Regions from separate parts of the Callithrix jacchus genome. Here region 2 is linked to region 1. A link is a contact called in public Hi-C data. All regions are on one chromosome and are shown on one strand. The core of a region is the stretch at or near the end of the contact, and the rest is flanking DNA. Distances in the headings are between cores, read along the strand shown. Region 1 overlaps CHN2 (chimerin 2). Region 2 has its middle 32 kb from the start of TRIL.

Region 1 (7,494 bases), core at 2,063-4,562:
GTGAATCTAAATTCGCTGTTTCCTAGAGAGATTTTGGACCGGGACAAGTAAAGAGGGTTTGGCGTTTGCCCATCATATACCTCCAAACGCTCAATGTATTAGGATGACTTTCCTCTTCTGTTCCTCTTTGAAGACACTGATATTGAGGAACTGGTAAAAAGTGATGCTATCTGATAAGATACCCAACCAAAGTAACCACTAGCTGACCCCTAAGAAAGGGACTAACTTTTCCTTGCTCCTTCATTAAATTGTTTAATACCACTTCAGTTAATTGTTTCCCATCATTTATATTTCAGGCTATAATCTGGGGAAAGAAGCCATGAGAAGGGAGCAAAGCCAAACCCTGAACCCCACAAGTAACTGTAACCACCATTGTTTAGCTGTGTGAAGAATGTTTTCCCAGAGGTCTTTTCGTGTGTTATATAGAAGGAGAGGAAGAAGTCTAGGGTCTAGTTCAGGACACAAAAGAGCCTCAGGAATATAAGAGGCATGGGAAGAAGTGGGACAGGTGTCCTTAAAAGAAAATGTTCCCCAAATGTCTCGTCACCTTTATTCTCCTGTCTCCCCCTTCCATCTAACCCAGGTTCTCAACCCCTGGCTGTGCTTGACAGTCACCTGGGGAGAAAGGCAGGTGAATTTGATCAGTGAAGACTTTGATTCCATAGCCAAGTGGGGCCGAACATGGGCATTTAAAATATATTTTTTAAATTTTATTTTTTTGAGATGGAGTCTCATCTGTCATCCAGGCTGGAGTCCAGTGGTGTGATCTGGGCTCACTACAACCTCCACCTTCTGAGTTTGGATGATTCTCCTGCTTCAGCCTCCCAAATAGCGGGGATTACAGGTATGTGCTACTGTACTTGGCTAATTTTCTTTTTCTTTTGTAATTTTAGTAGAGATGGTGTTTCATCATGTTGGCCAGGCTTGTCTTGAACTCCTAACCTCAAGTGATCTACCAGCCTTGGCCACCCAAAGTGCTGGGACTACAGGCTGAGACTATGCATCCAGCCATGGGCATTTTTAAAAAGTTCCCAGAGTGAGTCCCACCTGTAGCCAGTTTGAGAACCACCAAGCCAGCCAAATCAGCAATTGCTCAGACTGAGTGATAAATCCCACATCGTCAGGGAATTCTGATTGAAAACAATGCTAGGCAAAAACTGGTTTCATGAGGGATGTAAGCTAAGTTCAATCCATTCTCACTGCGTCCTATCCCACCGCATTTTATGACTGTGCGTGCAAGGGCAGGAAGATGGCCAATCAGCGTCATCATGGTACCTGTCACCTACTACAATAGCTACGTTATGCTCATCTTCACTTACCCTTGAATCCCCAGAAAAGACTGGATATGTCAGTTACATGTTATTTCCAAGGAACCTCCTGCAGAGAAAATCTACAGGTTCTTTAGACTCCATAATGCAAGCGATCTTTTCCAGCTCCACAATGCTTTCTGCATTAATTCAGGCTCTTTCTTTGGCAAATGAATGCACACCTCTGCTTGGCGAAGGGCAATGAGCAATACCATGTTTGAATCTACTGTCCTGAATGAAGTCACCAAGCCTCTCCACCCCAGAACCAAGACCCCCTCCACAGTGGCACATTTGCGGATTCCAACCCATAAAAAGTCTTCAACAATCTTAACTCTAAGATACCTGCTAAAAAGGATCCTTTTCTATCCAAGCCTTCTTGGTGTCACTGAAATATTTCTATGCTATTGAGTCAGCTGCCTCAGTTTCCTGTCCTGCAAAACAGAAGGGTTGCATGAGATGGTCTCCAGGACTCCCCTGCTCCTCCAGACTCCTGCTGCTCCTGATGCTAGGAGTTGGTGGCCAGATCTTAGCCCACTGAAGGAAGGAGCCCATGCTGGGAGAAGGTGTGGGAGATGCTGAGGCACCCTCTTCATGAAATTGAGATACACTGTTCCTTAGGGTGGATTTGGGGCAATGTGTTACATTTTAAAAGTTACCCACCCACTGTTCATTCAACCAGTGCTTGCCTCACCGAGTGATGTGTGGGGCTTTAGAATTAGGAAGTAGGCCGAGGAGTAGCCTCTGCCTCCCACTGATCCACCTCTAGGGGAAGAGAGAGACAGAAACCATCAATTTTGAAATGCAAGTGGGAATTGGAACAGTTTGAGGCTTAAAATACACATTGGCAGGGGGCCACCCCAGAGTCCCCTGCACAGTGGCTCCCAGGAACGTGCATTTCTAAGAAGTCTCCCAGGTGATGCTGATGCTGCTGGTTCCTGAGGGCCGTGCTTTGAGAACCAATGATCTCAAGAATGACCTTGGGCACAGGGTGCTGGACTCTCATAAAGATGATGTGCAGCACGCCAGGGTGGCTGTGAGGGGAGGCTGAGGCTGGCGGGTTCTATTCAATAGGAGAAAAGGATGACTGCACCAGACTCCACAGGCTGCCAGGGATGGCCACGGCACCCTCTAGCTCTCCAGCATGCATGGCCTCAAACTGAGGGGAACCTAACAGCTCACAGGCACCTCTCAACCAAGAGGGGACAGGAGGTGATGGATTAAAATTCCTCTTCAGTTCCTCTTAGGAGCAGTTCTACCCAGCTCCTGAGAAGGGGACCAGCTCCACACACGCCTATAGCAGCCTCTCCTCCTCTATTCACCTGCCCAGCCTCTACTCCTCTCCCTGGGAAGCCTTCCCAAATTCCCCATCTATACCAAACCCCAGTCTCAGGCTCTGCTTTCGCAAGGGGTCCAGGCCTAGACAGGCTGCAAATATCCTGCTGAGGAATCTGAACTCTGTCCTGTAGAAAAAGCAAACAGGAGCTTTTACAGAATTACAGCAACAACAATAACACTCTGATGAGCAAAACGTTGCCACGGGGACACCAGCAGTGAGATGCGAGCTTGGCACTGGGGAGAACCAACCACTCAGGATAGGCTTAACCTTGTACAAAGACCTCTGCCGGTAAGCAAGGGCTGGACATTCACTCCCTGGCCTGGCCACGGACTCTGTTCAAGTACATTGTGGGGAAATGTAATATTATTCCTAGGCAAAGATACAGGCCAGGCCAGAGGATTGCATGGTGGAAACAGTGAAATAACCAATGAAAGAACCACTGTGAAAATAAAGATGGGAAGCTGGAAGGAAGAAAACATTTTAGAAAGAAAAAAGAATTGTGGCTAGGAAAGGAGGGGGAGGTTGTTCTTTGCTGAAACGGTTCATCTGTAAAGGAGGACGGCCTGGTGAGGCTGGAAGACCACCAGTCCAGGAAAGGTAACTCCCCTTGGTTTTACAGGAAGAAAGTAGAAACCAAAGAGGGCTGTAGTGCCTGCCCTAAGAAAGCAAGAGGACTTTGGGAGTTGGCCTGGCAGCAGTTTGAGAAAGGCATGGTGGTGGTGTGTTGGTTACTGGGAGGAGAGCTGGGGAGGGTCCCGGAGGGCGGCATAGCTGAGGGGTCTGTGCATAGAGGGAAGGCAATGCCAGGAAGGAAGGAAGCAGCAACTAATCCACTTCCAGGGGCAGATGGATTGCACTCTATTTGGTGATGTGTGCCCTGTGCCACCATACCCTCTCCCAGCCGCAACCTTCAGTAAAACTCTGCTACAGACTCTTTGTTAAAGACCCCATGGGGAAATGAAAGTGTCCTATCAGCATGGGGTTGAGCTGGGAAGAAACAGTCTAGGTGCAAAGTGTTGGAACTGGTGTGAGAGTGTGTGTGTGTGTGTGTGTGTGTGTGTGTGTGTTCAGACCTGGGAAGAAATAGCCTGGGTGCTGACTGCTGGAACTACTACTGTGTGTGTGAGGGTGTGTGTGTGTGTGTGTGTGTGTGTGTGTTCAGACCTGGGAAGAAACAGCCTGGGTGCTGACTGCTGGAACTACTACTGTGTGTGTGAGGGGGTGTCTGTGTGTGTGTGTGTGTGTGTGTTCAGACCTGGGAAGAAACAGCCTGGGTGCTGACTGCTGGAACTACTGTGTGTGTGAGTGTGTGTGTGCGCGCATGCACTAAACACTCCATGCAGAGAATGTTTTTTTATTCAGGGTTTGCTTTAATGTATGTGAATTTAAGACACAGCGCATTATTTTCTCCTATTTAAATTTTTAAATAGGTCACTGCATCGATCTCGGTTCAAAATTCTAAGAGCATGAACGAGCAGCAGGGAACATTCTCCTTTCCACACTGTACCCCTCAGACACCCACCTCCCCTCCTCACAGTGGTACTGGTTCTTGCATCCTTCAAGGGATGTTTTATGACTTTGCATGAAAAAAAATTCACGCAAAAGCTTTTTGCAGGATGCAGTGGATCATGCCTGTAATCCCAGCTACTTGGGAGGCTGAGATGGGAGCATTGCTTGAGCCCACGAGTTCGAGACCAGCCTGGGCAATAAAGCGAGATCCTGTCTTTAAAAAAATAAATAAATAAAAATTCAAATTTTAAAATAGATTTTTTTTCTTCTGGTTTACTCAAATAATACCATATTCTACAAACCACACTGCCAGACACTTCCACATAATGATTCCAGGTGACCCTTCCCTATCAGCCCATAGGAGGGTTCTCATTCTTTTCCTGGGGTTGTGTGATAGTCCTCAATATGGACATACCATAATTCATTTAAATAGTTTTAAATTTATGGACGTTAAGGTCATTTTCTAATTTTTGCTGCTACAATGAATAGTGAAATGAATAAACTGGTATAATATAATATATTCTTAAATGTGCTTTTATTATGTCAAGGGCATGGATGATTTCCCCCCAGTAAAATACAGATGCAATTTAATATGACAAACCATATTTATTTAATAAAAATGTATCGTCAAAAACATTGTTGTCATATGTATTGGATTCATAGGGTATACTTTATAAGAAAATGCTAGTTATTATAGCTAGTCATAGCAGTTTTCAGAAACAGATCATGTAAATACTGAAAATACATGTTTCTGAAAACAGATCATGTAAATACTGAGTGACTTTCAGCCTTACTTGTCCCAGGACGGCCAAAACTAAGTGTGTTCATTGAAAGCACTAACGGCAGGGGGCACAGAACGAGGCACAACTGCTCGGCTGATTTAAGAAGCTCTGAAGGTCGAATCAGGAAGCCTGGGTCTCATTCCTCATCCTGCCACAGTGAGCCTTTCAATAAAATGGGAATGGTGATTCCTGCCCTACGGACCCGACAAAGTGGTTCCGAGGATAAAATGGGAAATGATTCACATATGTGTTTAACACGAAACGTGAAATCTCATGTTATTCCTTTGTTGCCACAGAGCCGTGGGTGAAGGTCAGTAGATAATCTATCTATGGAATAAGTTCTAAATGCATTTCATAGAAGAAATGACACCAGACTTGTCATTTTAATTAAATGCACCAAATGGCGGCCCATATAGAGCAGAATGTTTTTAAACCCAACTAAGTAAAGAACCAGCGGGGACACGGATCACTACTCCTGACCATCACAACTTTAACTGAGTAAAGAACCAGCGGGGACACGGATCACTGCTCCTGACCATCACAACTTTAACTAAGTAAAGAACCAGCGGGGACACGGATCACTGCTCCTAACCATCACAACTTTAACTGAGTAAAGAACCAGCGGGGACACGGATCACTGCTCCTGACCATCACAACTTTAACTAAGTAAAGAACCAGCGGGGACACGGATCACTGCTCCTGACCATCACAACTTTAACTGAGTAAAGAACCAGCGGGGACACGGATCACTACTCCTGACCATCACAACTTTAACTGAGTAAAGAACCAGCGGGGACACGGATCACTGCTCCTGACCATCACAACTTTAACTGAGTAAAGAACCAGGGGGGACACGGATCACTGCTCCTGACCATCACAACTTTAACTGAGTAAAGAACCAGCGGGGACACGGATCACTGCTCCTGACCACCACAACTTTAACTGAGTAAAGAACCAGCGGGGACACGGATCACTGCTCCTGATCATCACAACTTTAACTGAGTAAAGAACCAGCGGGGACACGGATCACTACTCCTGACCATCACAACTTTAACTGAGTAAAGAACCAGCGGGGACACGGATCACTGCTCCTGACCATCACAACTTTAACTGAGTAAAGAACCAGGGGGGACACGGATCACTGCTCCTGACCATCACAACTTTAACTGAGTAAAGAACCAGCGGGGACACGGATCACTGCTCCTGACCACCACAACTTTAACTGAGTAAAGAACCAGCGGGGACACGGATCACTGCTCCTGACCACCACAACTTTAACTGAGTAAAGAACCAGCGGGGACACGGATCACTGCTCCTGACCATCACAACTTTAACTGAGTAAAGAACCAGCGGGGACACGGATCACTACTCCTGACCATCACAACTTTAACTGAGTAAAGAACCAGCGGGGACACGGATCACTACTCCTGACCATCACAACTTTAACTGAGTAAAGAACCAGCGGGGACACGGATCACTACGCCTGACCATCACAACTTTAACTGAGTAAAGAACCAGCGGGGACATGGATCACTGCTCCTGATCATCACAACTTTAACTGAGTAAAGAACCAGCGGGGACACGGATCACTGCTCCTGACCATCACAACTTTAACTGAGTAAAGAACCAGCGGGGACACGGATCACTGCTCCTGACCATCACAACTTTAACTGAGTAAAGAACCAGCGGGGACACGGATCAGTACTCCTGACCATCACAACTTTAACTAAGTAAAGAACCAGCGGGGACACGGATCACTGCTCCTGATCATCACAACTTTAACTGAGTAAAGAACCAGCGGGGACACGGATCACTGCTCCTGACCATCACAACTTTAATTAAGTAAAGAACCAGCGGGGACACGGATCACTGCTCCTGATCATCACAACTTTAACTAAGTAAAGAACCAGCGGGGACACGGATCACTGCTCCTGACCACCACAACTTTAACTGAGTAAAGAACCAGCGGGGACACGGATCACTGCTCCTGACCATCACAACTTTAACTGAGTAAAGAACCAGCGGGGACACGGATCACTGCTCCTGACCACCACAACTTTAACTGAGTAAAGAACCAGCGGGAACACGGATCACTGCTCCTGACCATCACAACTTTAACTGAGTAAAGAACCAGCGGGGACACGGATCACTGCTCCTGACCATCACAACTTTAACTGAGTAAAGAACCAGCGGGGACACGGATCACTGCTCCTGACCATCACAACTTTAACTGAGTAAAGAACCAGCGGGGACACGGATCACTGCTCCTGACCATCACAACTTTAACTGAGTAAAGAACCAGCGGGGACACGGATCACTGCTCCTGACCATCACAACTTTAACTGAGTAAAGAACCAGCGGGGACACGGATCACTACTCCTGACCATCACAACTTTAACTGAGTAAAGAACCAGCGGGGACACGGATCACTGTTCCTGATCATCACAACTTTAACTGAGTAAAGAACCAGCGGGGACACGGATCACTGCTCCTGACCACCACAACTTTTAACTAAGTAAAGAACCAGCGGGGACACGGATCACTGCTCCTGACCATCACA
Region 2 (7,494 bases), core at 1,518-4,017, 490 kb after region 1:
CCAGCTCCTGGAGAGGCTGAGGCAGGAGAATCGCTTAAACCCAGAAGGCGGAGGTTGCAGTGAGCCGAGATTGCACCACTGCACTCCAGCCTGCCAACAAGAGAAAACTCAGTCTTCAGAAAAGGAAAAAAAAAAAAAAAAAAAAAATGGGAAGGAAATTAGAAATGTTGAAGTATCACTGGGTAAGGAATACCTTTCTCATTATATGATTCAATGTTGTTTTGTACCTTGTCCATGTCCTGTCTAAAATCACTCTCTTTCCACCTAAAACCATCTTGGCAATGTTCCACATGCCACGCTCTGGAAAAATGCTGCCCTACTGTGCCTGGAACCATGACTTGATATCTGCTTCCTGTGGTGGTGACTGCGGTGTCATCATCCAAAGCAGTAGCAAACATTTATGAAGACTGACTGTGTGCCTGGCACTGTGCCTGCACTGCTGAGGACAGAGTTGAAAATGACCATCCTGCCTTTAGGATTCCATAGAATGGGGAGAAGAATAAACTTGTCCTACAACACAGTGTAAGAAACACATCTAGGTAACTACACTGGTGCTAATGGGGTGAGTATTCGAGGAGTGATCCTTGAAGGACAGCAGACTTTCCGAGAAAAAATTCGTAACATCCTATTGTGTAGTGTTCACTGTTTCAGATTACTTCCTTTAATTTTTTCTTACAGTGGTATTAGTGATATTCCTTTCAAGGTGAAGTCCAGTCCACTGGTAGAAGAATTAAAAACCAGCTAGTATTTTCCAGGTGCTTTGAATTGAGTGTCCCTCGAGGCCTCAAACATTCTCAGAGGGCAAATGATAAGCCGCACAATGCCACGGCAGGCTATGGGGAACCGGACTCCAAGTCACAGAGAAGGTTAGTAACAGTGTCAGATCAATACCGTGGTTATTGATTGAAGCAACTAAATGTCGGCCAAAAGGAGTGAGCTGTGGTGTTGACCGGCAGGTCCTGCTCCTATTTCCCTGCTGTGCACCAGTGACCCTGTGCTCAAGTTGCCTTCTTAGTAAAATTAGAGGATTGGACCAAATGCAGAGCCCCTGCACTATGGATGTTCTCAGATGCAAAGGAGCCTCTCCCCTCAAGCCCCTCCCCGTAGATGAATGACCTTGGAATCCTCCCACTGTAAGTTTAGCCTCAGCCAACCCATCAGTTGTTACTTTGGTGCTAAATTTAGATTGGATTTTTACGTGTTGGGGGAAATAGAATTAATCTCATCACCATCGTTTTCATTTATTTCTATTTTATTTAGTAGTACTATGAGCCAGGCACTCTTCCAAGTATTTTTATAATATTAATTAATTTAATCTGTACGATGATGAGTACTGTTATTACACCGATTTTAGAGGTGGGACAACTGAGGTCCAAGGAGGTTACATAACTTGCTCAGGATCAACTGTCTACGGAGGGGCAGAGCAGGGTTTTTAGTCTCAGGCAGGCTGGGTATAGAATTTGTCTGCACTCTCTCTGGACAAAATAATTCAATCATAGTAAGATGAAAATGAAGTATGCAGTAATACATTAAAAGAAGATTTAAAAAAATTAAATGTAATAAGACAAGGACAGATGCTGCACATACCTTTGGGCTAAATCCTTTAAAAGGGAAACGAAGAATGAATCACCTACTATGGGAGAAAGAGAAGAAAAATGCCTACACCCTTATGTGCCTACCAGGCTTTCTACATATGAGCTCATTTGCTCCTTACAAGACCCCAGGAGGTAGGTGCCATTATCATCGCCATTTTACAGAGGAGGCTGAAAGACTTGTTTGAGATCACACAGCTAGTAAGTGGAGGAAGCAGGTCCCTATTAAAGTCCCTAGAGACTCACATAAGGGTGGGCTGGGGAATCCACATCAGAAGGCTCTGTGAGTCAAAGTCCTGGTACGCAGCTGCCTTGCAGTAATTAAGTCTCTGTGCTGTAGGAATCTGAAGGACCAGCTTACCTGCCCCAACACACTTCAATCAGAAGGAGCAGGTCTGCTTAGGGGAAACATGCACAGTGCATAGGAGATGCCTGTCAACGCTGAGAAGAGCTAAAGCACCGAAGGACTAAACCACACCCTCACTTGATGGAAATGTATCTACAAGCTCCTCACCCATGTTTGACCAGGGTTCCACAGTCCTGGCACTATGAACATCTGGGTGGATGATTCTTTGTTATTGGAGGCTGTCCTGTTCATTGTGGGATGTTGAATGGCATCCCTGGCCTCCGCCCACTAGGTGCTAGTATCTATGTCCACCCTATCCCCCCAGCCGTGACAACCAACCACAAATCTCCCCCAACAAGGCCAAATGTTCCTTGGAAGGCACGCTCACCTCCTGGTTGAGAACCACTACTTTGATCTTATACTCTGGGCTTATGAGCGGTGAACGCTTCCAGAAACTAGCCTGTTCTGATGTCGAGGAGTTCAATATTCCCTAAAATTCCTTCTAACTCTCAGAAACTAAGAGAAAAAAAAAATGATGGGTTAGCTTCTGTAGTGCAGATACTTGGCCATTCAGTTAAGTGTGTATATTTGAGGGGTTGAATGGTTATGCAGAAGGTGGTTTGGAAAACCTACTCATCACATTTCTTCACAATACCTGTATTTCATTTCATCTATTGGCTTGACATTTCTGCTCTTCTCATGCATGAACAAATTCTTATTTTGCACCATATTGCCCTCTAGCGGTCACTTCTCTTTGTAGCACACGGAAGAGAGGCACTAAAACAAATCGCTTTTGAAGAATGAAGCCCAGGAGGGAACTGGCTGGGGGAAGTGGGCGCGGTTCCCGGAGCCTGGTAACTTCTGGCTTCGCCGAGTGCGAGCGGCAGGTTTCTGCTCCGCGCCGCGCGTTTTCCTTCCCACGCCCCACCCTTCTCCCTGCGAGCCCTCGCCTCCGCGTTCCACCACCCAGTGACCCTTTGCTCCTCCCGCCGGGATACCGGACCTCTCCTTTGCAGAGAGAATTCGAAGCTACTTCCATTTTAAACAGAAAGAACATCCTGTGGCTAGAAATATCCGACACGGGGCGTTTTCCGAATGCCCCGAAGGAAGTTGCTACATGAAAAATGGACATGATGCGCTGAAAAAAAAAAAAAAAAAAAAAATAGAGATGCTTTGTTGTCGCTCTCGGTTCTCAGCCGGACCTCAAAAACTTCCCCGGAATTTTTTTCCTCCAAAGTCAAGCCAGCTACTTTGCAAGTGCCCCCTTTCTTTATTCTCCTCGCCCATCCCCAGACCATTTAGTCAACCCCAGTGGGACAGGAACCGTCCTACAAATGCATGTGTATGTCATCTTAAGAGCTTTGATAAACCTACTTAAATTTCAGACAGCTAGAGACTGTCATAATGGCTTTCTTCTGTCGATAGGTGACATTGTGTAATTAGTAACCCTGTAAAGCCTTTGAGGACAAAGAAAGCTACTCTCTGGAGTTAAGCGTCATCTTCAAGGAGGAAAATTTTAAGAGTACCTCTACATCTAGACGTGGGCTTCAATTATGTGTTTAACTGTCTCAAGATACAGCACCTAAACGTCAAACCATTTAAGCCTGGATGGTGAATTTATGGTAGAGTTGACTTTTTTTGTAAAATAAGTTTTCTGTTTCCAGAAAATAAAATTGTATTTAGGGGTATAGGCACATGAATTATATGTTTAACTGTCTCAAGATACAGCAGCCACACGTCAAACCACTCAAGCCTGGATGGTGAATTTATGATACAGATTTTTTTTGTAAAATAAGTTTCCTGGTTCCAGAAAATAAAATTGTATTTAGGGGTATAGGCGCCAACACTTTTAGCAATTAATCAAAATGAATGAATGACCAAAAAGTTTAATTCTAGACTAGAGCTATTAAATTAGTTCCTAACTATGAAAGCAGTTTTGATTTTAGGCCATATCAGTGCAGGACAACATACAACCAAGAGCCTGGAGGGTCAGATATTGTGAAGAGTCCATTTGCAGAAGTCCTTTGGGTCAGCAACAGCTGGGTTTCCTCAAGATTACAGGTTTCGTAAGATAAACACACACTTCTTTACTTCTGCTCTATGTGAACACCCAGCAGATGAAGTTCCACTTCCCCCTTTCCCCTGCCCCAACGTTTAAAAACCTTTCTCCTTCTTTTTTCTTTTCCTTCCCTGTGAATGCTTAAACATCAGCCTGTGCTTTAGAACCATAAAGTTCTCCTTCCAGAACTCACAGAGGCCTGTGATGAGGAAGGGCCTCAGGTTTCAGCTTCACTTGCTTCTCAGAATTTTGCATCCGGCCTCAGGCGCCATCTATTTAGAGTGGTCAGCAGCTGATAACAGTCTGTATCCATTACGGTAGGTCCTGGCCATCATAGTGCCAGGATTCTGGAAGCAAGCAGGGCGGCTCATGGATTAGGAGAGCAGCTTGGATGTGCAAGACAAGGTCTGGAGTCAAGAATATAAAATTACAATTACAGATACCTTCAATGATCCTGTAGAACAAGGATAATTAAAAGAGATCAGGGGCTGGGTGCAGTGGCTCACTCCTGGAATCCCAACACTTTGGGAGGCCAAGCTGGGGGGATCACTTGAGTCCAGGAGTTCAAAACCAGCCTGGGCAACATAATGAGACTCTGTCTCTTCAATAAATAAAAAATAAATATTTTCTAAAAAGAAATGGAAAAAACAGACATCTCCAGTGTGAATATTTGTTTATATTTCTGAAGATTATTAAGCCCCTTTTACTTTGTCACTTGACGTGCTCTGGCCCTGAGACCACAGAATGACATGGGCCTGGCCCCTAATCCTCGGGTGATAAATGCTACCTGAAAGCAAAGATGACGTCTATGGAGGGCGTGAAACAAGGCTCCCATCAGGGGACTTGCCAGCCTGCTCAGTATAAGTGGGCCCCCTGATAGTGTGGGTCCAGGAAGTTGGTGTGGCGCCAAGCTGTCCACTCAGAGGGCTCGGGCCTTCCCCCAGAGGACTCACATCCCATTCATAGCTCTGTAGTTGTAAGCAGCCAAGTTAATCTGGGGGAACTTCTGCGTGACAAAGGGGTAAAGAGGCTGTGGAAACCTTCCCTAACAAGTGGTTAAATTAAGAATCTTCAAAAACCCTCTAACTGGAGGAGCAGGATGAAGGCGAAAGGATACATGAGTGATCCCTGCTGGCGAATATAATCAGATGATTTGTGTTAACAATATGCCACAAAATCCCAGGAACAAAGTCTAGGTCCTGTCTTTAGCCACAGCATGTCCATGGCTAATGTGAACCTTTTATCATATTACTGGATGGTCCATTGAAGCCATCCTTAGGAAATTAGAACTGTCATGAGAGAAGATGAGATCCAGTCTATGTGGACGGGTGCTTATTTAATTTTATTATTAATTAATTAATTTATTTTTGAGACAGAGGTTTGCTCTTGCCCAGACTGGAGTGCAATGGTGCAATCTCGATTCACTGCAACCTCCGTCTCTCAGGTTCAAGCAATTCTCCTGCCTCAGCCTCCTGAGTAGCTGTAATTACAGATGTGCCACCACACCCAGTGAACTTTTTTTTGTATTTTGAGTAGAGATGGAGTTTCTCCATGTTGGTAAGGCTGGTCTTGAACTCCCAACCTCAGTGATCTGTCCGCCTCGGCCTCCCAAAGTTCTGGGATTACAAATGTGAGCCACCACACCCGGTGGGGTTTTTTTGTTTTTTTTAAAGAGGTGCTAGTAACAGTGGTGACTTTCCATCTTTACATTAAATTAATGACTAACTCTACATATAAAATCTTGTGCCCTTCTGCCCTTCTTCCTCCCCTCCCTCTCCTTTCGCAAGAAAACTGTATTTCAGGACTATGCCTGCAGTGATGGCTTCAAGATTCACAATAAATTGTTTAGCCTTTAAGGGGATGAAAGGCAAAATGTCTAACAGCTGAAAAAAGGCACAGGCTGGGGAGATCTCAATTTTGTGAAGCCCGAGGCTTATATAATTTCTTAAAAAAAGAATATAAAATTACAAATACAAAATCAGGCAGGAAAGTGAACATTTCTTTAGGATGAAAAATGGTATCACCAAAAATTATTGGTGACGAGGAGGTTTAGATCCTTTTTCTCCTGAAGATTTCCTTAGGTAATTTACCAAAAATGCCCGATTAGAAATGCTTTCTGATTGCAAGCCAGCTTCCTCTCTTCTCCTGGAAGACTCAGTGACTCCCCCCAGAACACACGGAGGCCTGTGATGAAGAAGGGCCTCGGGCTTCAGCTTCACCTGCTTCTCAAGATTTTGCGCCTGGTCTCAGGTGCCACCTATTTGGAGTGGTCAGCAGCTGCTAACAGTCTGCATTGATAGCGCCAGGATCCTGGAAGCAAGCAGGGAGGCTCGTGGATGAGGAACACAGCTTGGGTGTGCAAGACGAGGTCTGGATTCAGGTCCTGCTCAGTACTTTCCCAGTGAGTGAACTTGAGGTCTTGAAACCTCTTTTTTACTATATCTGTAGAACAAGGATAATTAAAAGAGATCAGGGGCTGGGTGCGGGGGCTCGTTCCTGTAATCCCAGCACTTTGTGGGGCCAGTCTGGGATTTCAAGACCAGCTTGGGCAACATGGTGAGACCCTGTCTCTACAAAACAAACAAACAAAAAACCCCACAAAAATTAGCCCAAATTCCCAGCTACTAGAGAAAGTGACATGGGAGGATTGTGTGAACCTGGGAGGCAGAGGTTGCAGTGAGCCAAAACCATGCCACTGCACTCCAGCCTGGGTGACAGCAAGAACCTGTCACCCTGCCCCCCCCAAAAGTTGGGTATATAAAACACACAGCAAAGCACCTGGCATAGGACAAACACGCAATGAGCCTTTGTCTGAGAGTGAAATGTATTTTAAAGTTTGATACAGAAAGTTATGTGTGTGTCTGCATTTGTCTCATCCATCCCCCACCCTCCCTTCACTCTTGACTACCAGAGACATTGAAGATCATTGAAAAATCCATTCCCTAGTTAACGTTGCCCGGCTTGCCTTTTATACTATCTGTCGGATCCAATCCATCATGTATGTAATCACATTATACATTGGCTGCTCTATGAATAAGAAATGAGTGGAGGGTGTGTGTTTTTGTGCCATTTCCCTATCGTGTAGGACTAGGTACAGAATGCAGATTTCAGCTCCACAGCTGAAAGGTACAGATAATAAATCATCTTCCATGTCTGGGATGGAAGACAGGCTTCTTGGGGATTCTGTCACGGCGGTGGAAGACGGGCCTTCTTCCTGATCAGTGCTTTGGGCGCCAGCTTACTCTGGTAACTGAGAACAAATGGAAACCTTAGAATTCACCATATCTGCCTGGGCGTGGTGTGGGATGAACTGAAATCCAGAGTTCCAAGATGGCTTGGGTAACGTGCCTATTGGAATTTACACTTCCTGACAAACATCAGAAAGGTGTTAAGACACAAAATACTCTTTTGTGCTGCAGAAGATTTCGCAATCTTTGGGTGACAGGAAAGGTTTTCCATTTCCTTAGCTGTAAAATAGAGATAAAAGCCCCCTTGTT

The links. Hi-C and Micro-C count contacts between places; a contact is called where the count stands out from the background.
Region 2: a contact with region 1 is called in a Hi-C map of induced pluripotent stem cells, with 5 times the contacts expected there. The contact joins two enhancer-like sites. A contact is called at or near these places in 2 of 3 Hi-C or Micro-C datasets (induced pluripotent stem cells and skeletal muscle).

The regions. Positions count from the first base shown.
Region 1 is chr11:28,688,544-28,696,037 of calJac240_pri, forward strand. The region is part of intron 6 of CHN2 (chimerin 2); the gene reads right to left. Among named protein-coding and RNA genes, the nearest start is that of PRR15, 180 kb to the left of the region's middle. Within about 2 kb of position 3,313, at least 2 of the 16 cell types and tissues checked have an H3K27ac peak or open chromatin away from gene starts, as enhancers often do.
Region 2 is chr11:29,180,609-29,188,102 of calJac240_pri, forward strand. No RefSeq gene overlaps it. Among named protein-coding and RNA genes, the nearest start is that of TRIL, 32 kb to the left of the region's middle. Within about 2 kb of position 2,768, at least 4 of the 16 cell types and tissues checked have an H3K27ac peak or open chromatin away from gene starts, as enhancers often do.